2 separate regions of the Gossypium hirsutum genome follow, and region 1 is linked to region 2. The links are chromatin contacts, called in public Hi-C maps. All regions are on one chromosome and are shown on one strand. Each heading gives the region's core, a stretch centred on a gene start, on an enhancer-like site or on the middle of the called end of the contact. The rest is flanking DNA. Distances are from core to core; before and after follow the strand shown.

Region 1 (2,700 bases), core at 154-2,653, 210 kb before region 2:
TTGTTAAATTATGTGTAAATTATTGGCATAATACATGTGTAAATTATTGGCATAACATTTTATTAAGCTAAAATTTTTTTAATTTATTTTCACTTAAATTAAAAAATAAACACACTTGAGAAAAGGGTTTCTTATTTGTGTAAAAAAATATATTTTAAAATCTAAGTAAAAATAATTTAAATCTGGTTGTTTGTTTTTTAACCTAATAAAATGTTATGTCAACAATTTATATATGACTTAACGGAAAATTGTGCTGCATAGATAACATTTTTAGTGAAATGTGAAAATTGAAACAAAATTAAAGTTTGATGAATACAAATACACCAAATTAAAAATTATGTATAACATTGTAAATTGTGTCAAAGTTTTTTTTATATTTTTGGTATTTATCCATAACTAAAAACTATTATGTTATAAAAGAAATTAGACCAACATAATATAGAGTAAAAATTTTACCACACGCATATGCATGTAGAAACTATATACTTAGAGCACATATATTAGTTTAAAAATAGCATAAAATAAATAATAAAATGTATCGTTTGAAACTAATTAATAATACATAAAATATATACAATATTAAAATAAAAATAGATTAAATTGAATAAAATAAAATTTAAACACGTATATGTCATATTAAGAATACCAAATGTACTACAATTGGTTTATTATGATGTTGTCATCAATCTTGAGTTGATATCAACTTATGATACCAACTCAATCAATAATATTATCAATACTAAAAATTCTATTACAAGCATATGCGTGTGAGAATTTATATATTTAAAACATAAATGTAAATCAAGTATACATAATACAATTAAAATGTAATTATTATATTAAAATAAAGCTTTGGTTTAGTGGTAAAGTTAATATTTCATTTATGTAAATAGCATGAGTTTAAATAGAACCACATTAAAATTTCTAATTGTTTTTAAAGTAAAAGACTAAAATACCCTCGAATAATATAATTAATCTTTATTTACATAAGGCCAATTATAGTATAGATATACAATTCATAGAGGTAATAAGATATGCATAATACAATTAAAATGTAAATATTATATTAAAATCAAATTTTGATTTAGTGATAAAGTTAATATTTTATTAATGTAAATAACATGAATTCAAATTCTTTTTATGATTTTTTTAAATTAAAAAAATAAACTAATCTCGAATAATTTAACTTATTTTTTAATTACGAAAAAGAAACTTTGTGATTTTACTAATCCATTTATACCAACTCAGTTATGGGTTAATTATAGTATAGAAAATTGAAAAAATAATCATGAAATGTGCTAAAATTCATTTCCTTTTACCGAGCAGAAATTGCGTCCCATGTATTTAATAAAAGCAGCAATTCAAGCAGTTAATGCGTATAATATGTTGAAATTCGTTAAGTTTCACTTTTGTTTCTCATTTTATTTGAAAGAAATTAATAATTAGTTAAACAACACAATCATCATCTAAATATTTAACTAAAATGATGGATACCTAAAACTAAAAAATGACCCACTTTCTTTAATTGATTACTGAATTAACATTAACTAATTCGAACTTTTACGAGTTAAATGCGAAGAAGCAGGTAAATCCCGACATTGCCATTGTACTGTAGCAGTAGCCAAGTGAGGCGAGGCGTAGGGCACAGCGTGGGTGACATCCATGATTCGTGTTGGTGTATTGCCCTGCAGCCTCTAAAAGGCTCAAAAGAAAAACAACACCACCAAAGCCAAACCTTCCTTTCATTTGATTTGCCTTTTGCTCAATATCAGCCATATAAAGCCACGTGGCAGTTATATCAAATCGTAAATTCAGAGCACCCATCAATAAAAGACATCACACTGCAAGTTAATTGAGCTTCCAAATACATGAAGCTGCAATAACTTTCATGATTCGTCCCACTTCACATACTCACGCGTTACGTCTACTCCCTTCCACCTTCAGTACTCCAATGATTAGATGTGTGATACTCAATCTCTGAAAGGAGAGTGGGACTTGAGTTTTTTTAATGTTGAAAAAGCTTCGCCGACTTATATCAGAGCATGGTCGGGAGTGTTTTGTAGGAGGACCTGCCATGTGGATTCAAATATGCCGCTTTTGACTTCTTGCCTTCATCAAGCGATGCATACAACAACTCCATAGATAAGAGTTAAAACCTTAAAAAAGAGATATCTCTTTTATCTTTCTAAAACTCTACTTTACCCTTATCTTTAATATCTTTATTATTAATTAATATTATATATTGTTCATTTTTCTCAACAACTAATGATGAAAAAATCAGGGTAGTTTTGACTTTTTCTTATTTATCCCACTACCTCACTCACTCGCATAAGAATCCTGAGGCCAACAGCAACAGCAGCACCTTTCTCTTTCTCTCTCGTTGTTTTCTGTATAATAATAAGATTGAGAAGCCGATTAAAAGACGTTTTGTGAGATTAGAGAATGAGTAGTGTAGTTAGGAATCAAGGAAGCTGCGTTGCGATCCGCTCTCTCTCTCCTTCCTCTTCCATTAACCGTTGCTCTCACGCCTCTGCTTCTTCAGGTATATCTCCCTCGATCTCTGTAATTCCATGCTCTTTTCTTTTTTGTAAATTCAAATTATATATGTTTTTGCACCGATTTTTACTTCCTTATTGTTCGCACCAGTTGTGTAGATTATATAGTTGTCGATTTTCTTTAACTCTGTATAATCCGTTTCTT
Region 2 (2,700 bases), core at 87-2,586:
ATATTATTAAATTATATATTATTTTATTAAATTATATTTAATAATAATTGTGTTAAAATATGATTAAATTATTTACTTTTTATTAAATTATATTTAATAATAATCTTATTAAAATTTAATAACAATAACAATAATCATTTATCTAAAAAAATTTTACTAAAGGTATTCTGGTCATTTAAATATTTTTCCTTATACTATTACAACATCTATTCCATTCCAACCAAATATAAAAATATTGTTACAGCTCTATTCAATTCCATTGAACCAAATAATTAAATTACTGATTACAGTTCTGTTCTATTACAACTTTATTCCATTACATTTCTATTCCATTATACCCTTATTCTATTCACCCCAACCAAACGTAGAGTTAATGTATTGAATTTATGTACTATATATAACTTTTATTTATGTAATGCATGATATATATACGACAATAATTTATGATCATAAATTCTTTCTTTAGGATAATAAGGATGATAATTATATATATTTTTATGAATTTCTTGAGGTTAACATTATTTTATTTATTCACTTATGCATTGCAAACCTTGTGTTTATCCTTATGTATTATTTTATAACATTGTTTGTGTATTATCTTATGCATCTTTATGTACATTCCTGCATTACTTTTGTATCTTATCATGTGTATTATTTTTATATATTATTTTATAACATTTATGCATAATTTTGACAAAAAAAACACTTATTATTTATGTAATAAAAAAATTGTAATTGACTAAAATTTAATAAAAAAATTTAACGGTACTACTAATTATTAAAAATTTATATCACCATTCTAATTAGAATAAAATATTCAAATTAACTAATGATATTGTAAAATTTGATATACTAAATTATATTAAAATTAAAATATATAAATTAAATCTCGAATTTGAGTGAAATATAATCATAAATTGAAATTTAATTATTTTTATAATTTTAAAAAATAGAGAAATTAGAATTAGAATTTACTCGCTTGTTAAAAAAAAAGGATAAACAATGGATTAAGCCTTCATTTTATTTGAAAATGGAAAATGGAGGTTCATGAGCAAGCTCGCGACGGTGCTCAGCGGACGTCTAGTTTTCATGTAACTGTCTCTCATTGGCAGAGCGGGTACGGTGCTTCAACGGACTCCAAGTCCCGGCAACCAGTGCTTAGTTGATGATGTATTGGCCAAGCTGAAGCTGCCACGTCAGCATTCCAAGACCAAAACGCCCTTAATGTTCATGTAAAATAACAATTTCATCCCTCATCACCACACTTTACAGTTCAAACACACCATCTGCATTTTTAATTTAGCCGTGCTTAAAATTTAAATTTCATGTACCGACCTTCTATAAATAGCGACTCCCTAACTCTCCAAGCTCATTTCTCTCCCGCCATTACTTACTTTCTCTCTCTCTCTCTCTAATTTGATTCAAACTTCCAAGCCAAACACTCTAGTTTTCTCTGAAAATTTCTCTTTATCCTCGCTTTCTGCCATTTGAGTTCTTAGCTCTCTCAATCAAAATTCTACAACAATGGTGGGCTTTAAAATCAAAGCATTTCCTATCCATAATCACGATTTCACGTTTTCTTTGTATTTCTCTACTCCAATCTCGTTATAACTTGTACCGCTTTATCTTGTCAGGTTGTTGCGCAGAAGGTTAAAGAAGCGGAGATCACCGAGCAAGATTCTCTCCTTCTGGTAAAACACTTCCACTATCCAGTTCTAGCTCGTTTCTTTGATTCCCCTGGCATTGATTTGATGTCTCAACACAGCGTTAAGTTTGCTTGTTTGCTGTTCTATACTTAGTCGCTACATAAATTTTTGCTCTGTTTTTTTCCTGTTTGATCGTAATATAGTTCCTTCTTTTATCTTCAAAAATTTGAGTGCATCGATAAACTCAATCTGATAAATGCAACGTAGGCAGAAGCCAAAATCTCTGTTCTCGTTTTTTGCTGAAATTTAACTTCTCTAGGAAACTTGGATATTAAAGGCTTTTTATGTACCAATAGTCTGCAGATCTGAACATTTTAATTTTGCTTTGTCGCTTCGATGAAAATTTTTCTCATAGCTGGTAATGCCTGCCGTTAAATTTTTTTTCAGTACTGATTCCTTATAGTTCATCGCAACTTCGCGAGAAAATTGCTCTGTTTTTCTGTTTCTCTCGTGAATTTTGCTGCACAATGGACCCGAGTTCTTATTTTTATTATCATAGTTAGACCTAGAAGCTTTTGGAATTGAAGCTTTGATTATAAATATATTTAACTTGATCTCATCTTTGTGTATTGATTTTTCTCCTGACAGACGAGGAACTTGCTTCGTATTGCTATTTTCAATATTAGCTATATCAGAGGCCTTTTTCCAGAAAATTATTTCAACGATAAATCCGTCCCTGCTTTAGGTAAGCTTCATCTTCTAAGACTTTCACAAATTTCATTTTAAAATTTCCAAAACCTCTTTGGCTAATTTCTTCAAAATCGTAACAAATATCATTAGAGATGAAGATCAAGAAGCTGATGCCGTTGGATGCAGAGTCTCGTAGACTGATTGATTGGATGGAGAAAGGCAAGTTGTTTTCCATTGATTCTTCACTTCTTTTTCCTGTTTTCATCGTTGTCGCATCCTTGAATTTAATTATTCGATCATTTATCTCTTCTTCCCAGGTGTCTATGATGCATTGCAGAAAAAGTACCTGAAAACACTATTGTTC

What was found. Hi-C and Micro-C count contacts between places; a contact is called where the count stands out from the background.
Region 1: a contact with region 2 is called in a Hi-C map of leaf, with 2.2 times the contacts expected there. The contact joins the promoter of LOC107886468 here to the promoter of LOC107886463 in region 2. A contact is called at or near these places in 4 of 34 Hi-C or Micro-C datasets (leaf and petal).

What each region holds. Positions count from the first base shown.
Region 1 is chrA03:92,454,135-92,456,834 of Gossypium_hirsutum_v2.1, reverse strand. It overlaps LOC107886468 (ELMO domain-containing protein A), which reads left to right and starts at 1,403. Exons shown (of 9, transcript XM_016810436.2): 1 at 1,403-2,542.
Region 2 is chrA03:92,243,104-92,245,803 of Gossypium_hirsutum_v2.1, reverse strand. LOC107886463 (meiosis-specific protein ASY1) reads left to right here and starts at 1,336. Exons shown (of 23, transcript XR_005916284.1): 1 at 1,336-1,527; 2 at 1,635-1,691; 3 at 2,295-2,391; 4 at 2,487-2,555; 5 at 2,654-2,700.